Regions from separate parts of the Drosophila melanogaster genome. Here region 1 is linked to region 2. Evidence: chromatin contacts called from public HiChIP or PLAC-seq data. All regions are on one chromosome and are shown on one strand. The core of a region is the stretch at or near the end of the contact, and the rest is flanking DNA. Distances in the headings are between cores, read along the strand shown.

Evidence for each region. HiChIP or PLAC-seq counts read pairs in DNA pulled down with a chosen protein or histone mark.
Region 1: an H3K27ac HiChIP or PLAC-seq map of the Kc167 cell line shows a contact between it and region 2, with 3 times the contacts expected there. The contact joins the promoter of Ntf-2 here to the promoter of Rab10 in region 2. A contact is called at or near these places in 5 of 107 Hi-C or Micro-C datasets (the D17-c3 cell line, cellular blastoderm embryo, eye imaginal disc and 2 more) and 1 of 6 datasets of contacts at active chromatin or transcription factors (the Kc167 cell line).

The regions. Positions count from the first base shown.
Region 1 is chrX:21,033,131-21,038,909 of dm6, forward strand. It overlaps Ntf-2 (Nuclear transport factor-2), which reads left to right and starts at 2,339. Exons shown (of 5, transcript NM_001272821.1): 1 at 2,339-2,591; 2 at 3,269-3,340; 3 at 3,409-3,507; 4 at 5,616-5,779. The coding sequence starts at 2,484. The coding sequence ends at 5,729.
Region 2 is chrX:20,249,917-20,255,416 of dm6, forward strand. It overlaps Rab10, which reads left to right and starts at 1,422. Exons shown (of 4, transcript NM_078695.4): 1 at 1,422-1,841; 2 at 2,322-2,521; 3 at 2,592-2,681; 4 at 3,150-4,775. The coding sequence starts at 1,715. The coding sequence ends at 3,347. It overlaps CG17068, which reads right to left and starts at 1,177. Exons shown (of 1, transcript NM_134535.3): 1 at 1-1,177. The coding sequence starts at 1,037. It overlaps CG17065, which reads right to left. Exons shown (of 4, transcript NM_001298559.1): 3 at 5,216-5,500; 4 at 4,776-5,165. The coding sequence ends at 4,984.

The DNA.
Region 1 (5,779 bases), core at 1,089-3,588, 780 kb after region 2:
GGTGGATTGGGTGCCCTCTTGAGTGGATCGCGCATGGGTACTGATCAGCCGAGAACTTCAGCTGCGTTAGCGGTTTTGACCCTTTGGTGGGAATAGCGAATTCGGCAGCGGATGTTAATGTTTACATTAGGGCAGGCTGGATTTTTTATTGTCACCAGAATTGGGGTTCTTATGGGATACTTGAATTTATGACTTATATCCTAAGGCATTCTATGATTTGGTTTATGCAAAGACACTAGAATAACAAGATGCGTAACGCCATACGATTTTTTGGCACACGATTTTTTGGCCGTGGCTCTAGAGGTGGCTCCAGGCTCTCTCGAATTTTTGTTAGAGAGCGAGAGAGCGGAGAGCGCTACAGCGAATAGCAGACAACTGTATGTGTGCACACGTATGTTCATGCATTGTAAATTTGACAAAATATGCCCTTCACCTCAGAAGTTCTTAGACTTTAAATCTATATTATTTTTGATCAATTGGCACCATGCGAAAAAATCTTGTTTTGCATTGCAAATCCTGATCGTCCTCGCGAAGCAATGCTTCACGGCCATACCGCGGGGGGTCCTGGATTTGCCCTCCTTACTTTTACATTGTTAATCTGTTAATCTTAATCTTAAATGTTCAATAGACGAATTAAAAAAAAAAAAACCTAATCCTGTGTAATCAGAGCACTGGGGACGCGCGCGAGTAGCCGGGCGAATCGAGTTAACGCTCCTGGAAAACCCGAAAATTTTCCGTGTCGCGGCAGCTAAATAGAGACAGGAGTGACTGTCTCTAACACACAGTAATAGTGTAAAAATCACGGAGCAGACCAATAGCCAACCCCTCCGCTTATGAGTCCCCCGTCGGAACTTCACCCTTCACACCCAACCCTTAAGTCCATGACGCTGCGCTTGCTCTCTTGACCAGCCGGGCAGCAGCATAATAAAAACCCATTTTGCGTCTGAGCCAAGGTGGCCGGCGGAATGGTTTGTGTCTGAGCCTCATCGGCCAGCACCGTAACCATCACCTGGCGAATGGTATAGGGCCGCACACCTTGCAGTCCAAGGTTCTAAGGACCCCACCCTATAAGCCAAACGATGGCACCCCCAAGGGGCCATTATAAGTGACCTCCCCCCCAAACAGAGCCCAACCAGCAAGGCCCCCTTTTCTAGAAATCGAGGAGATGGGAGATATATTATACAACGGGGTGAGGAGCATTAATCTGGCAATGAAGAACACATTTGCCAGATTGAAGGATCTCCAACTAAAGCTGCGCGTGAGGCTGCCGGAGGAGGAGAATTCGCATGCCAAATGCACCGCAAGAACTGATGCTAGCCAACAGACCATCCCTAATGGCCTCTTTAGCTATGAAGAACCGAGTAAGGGCAAAGACGGTGTCAAACCAAAGATCGCACGGTGATGTCCAACGCCCTGCACTCCAAGGAGCTGAAGTTGGCGTTGCCGACTCGACCAGCAAGACGGTAATAATGCTGCTCAAAGGTGCCTTGAAACGTGCGACACATACTGAATATGCCATCCAACTGTTTTTCTGTTTTTTATTTTTGTTCTTAGCTAAATGTAATATGTCAAATAAACGAATTTAAAAAAAACCTAATCCTGCGAACCAAACATAGGTGTGTGTTGTGATGGAGGCAACTCCTGCGCAGGCGCGCGATGTCCGTAAATGTGGTGAGCATTGCCACGAATTGTGCGCGCCAAACGCAAATTTTCCTGCTGCGATGCATACGCACTGCCGGTGTGACCAGATCGGTCACTCTTATCGATATCGTTACCAATCCAGCTTACTAGCTTTAATAAATTCTATAAACTTGTATATCGAAAATAAAATTATTATTAATATTATATTAATATCATTTCAAATGGCAATGAATATTTAATTTTAGTAATAAATTGGGGTGGATATATGCTTTTCCGAATGTGAAGAAAACATCATCCTTTCAATATCTGGTTTATCCCTCCCGTCTGAAAATTGTGAAAATACAAGCGATTCCACATTATGAATAAACGGATCTAAAAATCAACTTTAGATACCTTACAATGGATTGTAAGTTGCGTTAGCTTAAGTATGACCTGCAATTAAACAACAAATCAAAGAAAAGTCGTCCCGAGCGAGGAAAAAAAATAATATATGAAACACAAATAATTGTTTTCCAAATGACCAAGTATTACGCCTGACAGAAATGCAATAATTTGTTCTTACATTTATGTGACCCTATCATCATCGAATCATATTTCAAATTCCAATTCCGATTTCGTTATTAGGACATCGGGCTGTAGCCCTGGGTATCGTAATCGATAGTTGCGAAATAGCAGTCAGCGATAGTGTCTGACAAAATCGACGTTGTTCCACCCCTAACAAAGAGTGGTGATCTGAGCGCAGTCGGTTGATTTCATTTGGTTTTTTTTTTAATTATTCGTGTCGCCGCGATCGGATCGGATTTCCCATAATCTCTGAGCGTTCCGCCTATCCTTCAAGTGAAATGTCGCTGAATCCGCAGTACGAGGACATTGGCAAGGGATTTGTGCAGCAGTACTATGCGATATTCGATGACCCGGCGAATCGGGCGAACGTGGTTAATTTCTATAGCGTAAGTGTTGTTGCTTCCCGCTTCTGCTCGTCGCCTTTCATCTCTCCTTTATTCCCGTCTCCGCTTTCGCCTGCACATTTTTCGCTTGCCATCCCCATCACACGCACAGGTGACGCGCGGCGCGCCCTTGAAAAATTCCGCCTCCTTTCAGCAGAAAATGAATAAAGAAACTGTTGCAATGCGAAAAAGAGCGCGAAAAAGAGCAGCTGGAGATATACGGTCGGCGTATCCGTGATATCGTGGGAATAGGATGAATGTTGATAGGGGCGGGGGCAGCGTTCGATTCTCGAAGTTTCGGGTGACACATTACGCCCATGCTCGCATAAATAAATACACACATACGAAATATATGGCCAACATACAACTGCGGTTAGCACAATAGGGCCCAATATACGATATAAATTCGTGAAAAAATTGTATTAATATCTTGAAAAATATGGCATAATTGTGTTTCATTAGTTTCAATCAATTCAGTTTTTTTGTCACATAAAAGAGTAAATGAAAGAATAAAAAAGTCTATAATGATAAAGTATTGAAAATAAAACTATCTGTTTGATATGTTTTTAATTTAAATATTAACAGTTTTATAACCAATTTTGTTCTTAATAATACGAAATATCATTACTAAGTAAAACATCATCATAACACTTATATCATTATATATTTTATACTTCCAGGCTACCGACTCATTCATGACCTTTGAAGGCCACCAAATACAGGGGGCACCCAAGATTCTGGAAAAAGTTCAGGTAAGTCCTGATTATATACAGTCATGGGCATATGTATAATATTTTGCATACCCTTCCTATTCCTGCAGAGTCTGAGCTTTCAGAAGATTACCAGAGTGATAACCACAGTGGACTCGCAGCCAACTTTCGATGGCGGAGTTCTGATCAACGTCCTTGGAAGACTACAGGTAAAACCAGAATTCTCAACAAGAAAACTGTCCTAAACTCGCTGTCGGGGGGAAATTCAATGACTGCCTGCGGCGGCGGTTAGAATATTAGCACTGCCGACCAATTCAATCGATTTTCTTTTCAAGTTTTGAATTTTATTTTTGGTCTTTTCAACACGTAAATGCTTGACAATCGTTTTTGTAACAAATAGAACGTTTTGTTTTGGCTTTCACATAAGAACATTATTTATTTTGCACTGTTTCCCATTTATTTGTTATCATGTATGGGCTTTATTAAGCCTGCCACTTTATTCCATTAAGTGTTCTTCATTCTAAGATACATTATACCCGTTACTAGTGCAGTTAAAGAGTATACTATATTCGTTAAAAAGTATGTAACATGTAGAAGCAATCGTTTTCGACAAAATGTAGTATATATATTCTTGATCAGGATCAATAGCCGAGTCGATCTGGCCCTCTCCATATGAACGTCGAGATCTCAGGAACTATAAAAGCTAGAAGGTTGATATTAAGCAGACCGATCCTAGAGACACCGACGCAGCGCAAGTTTGTTGATCCATGTTGCCACGCCCACTCATATTGTTCAATATGAAATTTCGCGTTCTCACTTCCAGTCGGAAAAGTCGACCATAGCATTCTCTCTTGTTTTGAATATAATATCCATTGACTTATTGATGCAGTTATAGTAGGTAGATAAATGAAATGAATTTTAAAAAGAGTAACTGCCTCAATGTATTTTACGATACCTTATTGTTCAAAGTGGATATATGTAGAGACGTAGAAGCAAATTTCAATCGCCCATCACTTAAGATATGAAATCATTCATCATTCTTCCGTAAAGTCGTAAGGGCAGTGCTATTTGCCGACCGCCGCTGCATCTATTATTCCATATAAGTCACCTGAATCTGAATCGAATATCTCAATTCTGGTTATTACAAAACGAAACACAAATGCCAAAACAAACCAATGCAGACCGACGAGGATCAGCCGCATGCCTATATTCAGACCTTCGTATTGAAGCCGGTGGGCGGCAGTTTCTTTGTGCAGCACGATATATTCCGACTCTCGCTGCACGATGTGTAGCACCAGCGAGCCCGACCTGCCACGCCCAGTCCACAGACTCCAGCGCCCGGCTATATGTGTGTAAATCGAGATCGAGATCAGCAGCCAAACGATCAGCCAGCAGACACGAGACGAGAGCCAGTTAAAAAACGAAAGAAATCCATATCTAAGCGATAAGATAGTTCTGCTGCTTGTCGACCTTATGCCGCCCAGCCATGCCCACTCCGCCCACATATACAAAAATATTTATCCTTGGCGTCTCGTCGTCGTCCAATTTCTTCTAATTATTCTCACAGTACGTGAATGTCCAACGAAAATTAATCAAATCAAAATGTTGCGCATTTCATTTCGTGCATGGTTTTCGTTGATTTTGAGTTGGATTTGCTCTTTCTTTCGGTTGGTCGCTGGGGACCTGGAACCTCCTAATAATGCAATTTTAATGTAACACAAACAATTTCTGTAACCTCTATTGCTTTACATTTTTAACTAAACGGTTTATATTTATATTATATTTTTAGATGCTTTCAATTGATATTGCACTTATAAAAATTCTGTTTTTCATTTGTTACAAAACCAAATACCAATTGACTAGTCTTAACTTGCATATTGTTTTGTTCAATAGCTCGAAGAAGAGAACTGTAAATATCCCAAATTGTTAAGCGCACCCTAATATGCCTTAAAAAAAAAACTTTCAAATGTTGTTCAATTTTGAATGGAACTGAGGAAAGTTTTGAGAAGTTCTTATATCAGTGAATAATAATTTTGCTCGCACATTTGGTATAAAGTTTATTCTGCTCGTGAAAATGTTTTGGAGTTATGTTCAATTTATCGAGCGAGCCCTGTACAGTAAACACGCACCTTACACGATCAATCGGCTGCCAGTTGTACACCCTTTCCCTCTGACCCTGGCTTCAAACTGTGTGTACTCCATTCATATCTAACTCAATACGTTGAAATTGGTTTTTCGCACGCTTGTGTTATTGACTTTAAATGTGACTGGTTTGCCTGGCATCTGCTAACGTATTTATGATTTCATTCCTTTGCAGTGCGATGACGATCCCCCACATGCCTTCTCGCAGGTCTTTTTCCTGAAGGCCAACGCAGGCACCTTCTTTGTGGCCCACGACATCTTCCGTCTCAACATCCACAACTCTGCCTAGGAGCACTCCACTTACCTACGTATGCACACCACTCAGCACCACACATAATC
Region 2 (5,500 bases), core at 172-2,671:
GCGAACTGCTGCGGCGTCATGGTGAGAAAGCGAATCTTTTTGACCGCCTGCCTGAGCATGGCGCCATCGAGAATGGTGCGCTGGGCGTCCATGATGTTAATCATGTTGGCGGCGGCATCGGCCGAAGCGTCGCTATCGATGATTACCAGGTCGTCGGAGCCGGAAGCCACGTCCAGCGGCGGGGAGGCAGCCGTGGGCGCAGCTGCAGCCGCGGCAGCCGCAGAGGAAGTGGAAGCCATCCCAGCGTCCGTTTCGAAGCTGTCAGCCTCGTCGTCCTGGTGCATGTGCTGCACCATGGCCGCCACATCGGGCTCCATCTTGATCTCTTCGACCAGCACATGGCCGGCAGCATTGTCGGGCGATTCCTTGGTCAGCACCTGACCTCCGCTAGCAGTCTCTTCCTGGCCGGACTCGTTCAGGATGCCCCGCTCACTGGCAAACTTCAGCAGGCAGTTGAACAAATCCAGCTCGGAGTCGATGTTCAGGCGATTCTGGTCAAGAATGGCCATCAGGGTGGAGACCTCGATGTCCAGGAAGCTGGGATCGGACAGAACCTCGCGCGTGTTGGCCGCGATCAGATCCATGCTGCTTTGCATGAGGCGCGGCTCATCGAACAGCTTGGCAAACTCGTACGCCCGGCACGCGTTTTTCGGACTAAGATCAGCCCAAAGGAAATGGGTGCAGCGCGTGACCACGTGGGGCAGCATGTACTTCTTGGCCACGTAGCACAGCTCGCAGGCCTTGTCGAAGGACCCAATGGTGATGCGGTCCGTGTAGATGTACTCCAGCATCGCCTCGAACGCCTCCGGCTGCACGTCCGGAATGACGATGGGGTCCGTCTTATCGGGCAGGTTGCCATAGAACATTCGCTCGAACACCGGCGAAGCCATGGCCAGTAGCAGCTTGTGGCCGGCAATGAGCCGCTGGGTGGGCGAAGAACCCACCAGAAAGCGGCAGTCGGCCCACTTCTCCGAGTGGAGCAGGTACTGGCCCCGATCCTTCAGCTCGGTGAGGCCGTTTTGCCAGTCGATGTCCATTGCCTGCGGTGGATTGGCTGGGATTGGGATCACTGTAATCCAAACGTTGTTCGCTCTGATTTGTGTGAATAATCCACCTTTTTGCGAATCGGTTTGGGATTTTGCGAAATTGTTATTATTTTACGATACCGATAATTGAATGCGTGCTTACCTATCGATTGGCTGTCGTACCGATAGCAGAGGTCTGCCAAATGGCGTAATAATTAAAAGTCATGTTATGAGCTTTCTAGCAAAAATACTTAAGCATTTAAGGTATTATCAAGAGTAAACTCAAATCTTTCTTTAGATTTTAAGCTGTGATTTCAAAACTGTGACTCCATAGCAGTCGATAGTTGTATTAAACCATCGAAGTTGCCACACTGGTGAGAGCATGGATGGTATCGAACAGATATCGATTCATGTTCCAGCTCTAGTTCTAATAGCAACAATTTCAAGCGAAAATATTAATTAATTCGGCGCATTTAAGACACGCGGAGAAAAAAGAGCTAGCTCGAGATACAGGATCATTGCTTAGGCGGCCATAACCGAGAGAAAGAGCGAAAAAGGGCAGGCGCTTCAATAATAATAATATCTCTTGTCACCTGCGCCCGTGCGTTTGTGTGTGTGTGTGTTTGCGTGCGTGTGAGTGTCGCGTGTGTTTGTGCTTTGTTCTGCGAGCGTTCCGTTGCGTTTTGGAAATGGCAAAGAAAACCTACGATTTGCTCTTTAAACTGTTGCTGATCGGTGATTCAGGAGTGGGCAAGACGTGCATATTGTTCCGGTTCTCGGATGATGCATTCACGTCCACGTTCATATCGACCATAGGTGAGTAACGGGACCGTACGCACATACTTGCATCTGTCCACCCGCACCGCACACACACACACACGCGCACATGTCAGCTGCACAGCCAGGATATATATACGTGTGTGTGGGTGTGTGACTGGGCGTGGCACTGCCTTATCGACTGGCCTATGCACTGCTTGTTTCGATCGCCTGCGGAGTGGAAAGCGGAGGAGAAGTGAGCAAAATATGCCATCTATGTGGCTATGTAACTCCCTGAACTTGAACTTTTCGTACTAAACTACTGCATGTTCGCAACACGTAACACAGACGTGTGATCATTTGGTTGGAATGAATGCTTCATATACGTCTAATGTAATGAATCATCGTGATATCAATGTCGAACTGCTTTATTTTATTCAATTCCAATGTAATCGATAACACCGCCGTGACGTCATTCGGCTCAAATTGCGTTGGTTTTTCCGCACTACATTTGCTTTCTCGTTCAACCGTTTTTCTCAGGCATCGATTTCAAAATCAAAACAGTCGAGCTGCGCGGCAAGAAGATCAAGCTGCAAATATGGGACACCGCCGGCCAGGAGCGGTTCCACACGATAACCACCTCGTACTATCGAGGCGCCATGGGCATAATGCTGGTCTATGACATAACGAACGAGAAGAGTTTCGAGAACATAGTCAAATGGTTACGGAATATAGACGAGGTAGGTGTTTCCCCTGCGAGTAATGGCCTTTTCTAAAGTCTGAAATCTTCTTCTTTTTTTTTTGTTTTAGCACGCCAACGAGGATGTGGAGAAGATGATCCTCGGCAACAAGTGCGATATGACGGACAAGAGGGTGGTCAACAAGGAGCGCGGCGAAGCGGTGAGCATCCCTCATCCACAGAGTGCCCCCACAACAGCAATCACTGTCAGAGATTAGGAAATATAGTCGTAGTTAGATCGTTAAGCTCTTCTGCCATAGGAGTTGAGTTCGGAAATCGATCATATATTAGTGTGTTTAGCTTTCAAAGCCAACTGTTTTTTACAAGCGAATTCCATGCCCCTTAATAGTTTCCTATTGTTTTGATTTTTTAAGATAAGTTTGCAAATTGAACACAGCGAATATATTCGTTCTCTGACAATCAAGACGAAACTATTTAGGTGCTATAGTATGTCCGTGGTAATGAATGCAAGGGAAAATTTCCGGAGGCATACAATTTATGTTAGAACTATTCTGGTTATTTATTATGATTGTTACTCAATGATCGCACACGCCCCACGTCTGTTTGATCAATTTGTTTACAAAGCCAATAACTTGCTCCCCTTCCCCATCTCTGCCCACGTTTTTTAGATTGCCCGTGAACATGGCATTCGGTTTATGGAAACATCCGCCAAGTCGAACATAAACATCGAGCGGGCCTTCTGCGAGCTGGCCGAGGCCATTCTGGACAAGACATCAGGACGCGAGTCGGCGGAGAATCAGGAGCGCGTGATTATCGATCGCCGGAACCAGGAGAAGGCGCCGGGCTACAGCAAGTGCTGCGCGTAAAAAGCGGCGTTCTAGGCGAACGGGGCGTGGTTTGGCCCGGTTTGTGCTCAGCTGTGCGTGGGGAAGGCGGCGAAGTACGGATTGGATTGGATTAAACTGGACTAGATTGAATTGGAATGGAACGAAACGAATCGAATCGAACCGAAAGCAGTGGGGACCGGTTTCTGAAACCGCTCCGCACGGACGAAGCAAAAAACAAAGCAATAGAGCCGGGGTCATTCGCACGTAGGAAACTTACTTATTACGAGGATACGCAAAATGGAACAAGCAACAGAAACAACCTACCTAAAGTTTAACAACAAGCAACAGATATTGTAATACGAACATTTGGAAGCAACTTTACAAAACTCCGAACGATGGATGGTGGTCGGGCATGGGCCACGTTAGTTAACGCCCACACAACGTGGACGCAAGGATCTGCATATCCATGCCGCACTCGATCGGTTGACTAACGTGGATCGGATAACGAGGATCAGCTCCAGCCACTGTCCAGCCACAAGAAACGATAATGATAGCGCTGATGTCGCTGACGCAGACATAAGCAACTTTTGTAACGTACTTTTGATACACATATAGTCTTACGATTCCTGTACTCAGTCATTCGATCGCTCGCTCGCTCGCTCGTTCGCCACCACTCGCACTCCCCAGCCGCCCCACTTAGTGTTTCGTTTTTGTTTTGCGTTTCAGCCTAGATATAAATAACACCTATACATATTATACATCGGATAGTAGTATATAGCCTATACCTACTTAGCTTGCTTTCGCTTTCTATGTCGACGCCAAGCCAAGCCAGCGAGGAGTTCGATGGGGCGGGTGGTGATGTACGCCCTGCTCTGCGTCCTGGCCACTCAAGCTTTCAAGCCAGATCCTCGGCCAGAGTTGCAGTTCCATAGGGAGTTTCGAGATCGAGGTGTTCCGAAATCGTTTTTGATTATTGCCTGTGCATATATATATATATATATATATATATATATATATATATATATATATATATATATATATAGATATTTAGATATAAATATATATTTATATATATATATACATATATGAAATTACACACCGTATATCGCATCGTTTTTATGTGCATTCGCGCCCGCACACCCAATTTATATATAATATATATGTATGTATCTGTGTACACTTAAGGGGGCTTGGGTGTGCGCGCGTATATATCTCCATGCTTGTATGTAAGGACGGTGCACGCCATCAATGTAGCATTCGCATTTGCATTCGCATCCGCAAGGGAGGAGCGCCCCAAACCGAACGCACCACCTAGCGCTCGCCTCCCGTCTCCTTGTAATTTTATTCTACTCTTTTTTTTTTGTCGTGTAAACCTATTATTTGTAACTGTATATGGATTTAGTTTAGTTGTCCACACCAAATGATTTACCGATTAAAATATAAAGAACAACCTAAACCATGTCATATAAACCAGTGAGTGATTCCTTATTTCAAATGGCAAACAATCATCGTTAAACAATTCATTTGAACATCCTTGGCTGCACTCACAAGAATCTCAAGCTCCTTCAATTGGAATGTATAAGTTTAACAATTTATTTGGAGAATCTTCGGTGTAGAATCCTGCATCCTGCATCAGGTAAATAAAAACAATTGCAACAGTTGCACATTCGATGCGCTACTTGACAGTCCTATGAACACATACGCCAGCGATCCAGGTGGATAGCACCCGGAGCTGGTCGTCCAGGAGAACGAAGTCCGCGTCCGAGCCAAAGTCCAGGGTGCCCTTCTGCTTTTCGATCTTCAGGCACTGTGCTGGATGCAAGGTGGCCGCCTCGATGGCATAGACCACGGAGCAGTCTGCAAAACGGAGTAATTAATGCGAATTCTAGCGGGGATCTCGCACTCACCGGTCGCCTTCTGGAAGATCCGCACGCACTCGTCCATCGGGGCGATGCTGCCGCACAGCGTCTCTGTGCCTGCGATGAACGCCTTGCCCTGCTTAACCTGCAGCGGCAGCTGTCCGATGTGGTGGACACCCTCCTCGAGGCCCAGCGCCGATATGGCGTCCGTCACCAGGATCAGGCCCTGCGGATGCGTGCGGTAGGCGATCCTCAGTGCCGCCGGATGAGTGTGCACTCCGTCCGAGATGATGCCGAAGTACACGGTCCTACCGTGCGGCACTGCGTCCGAGG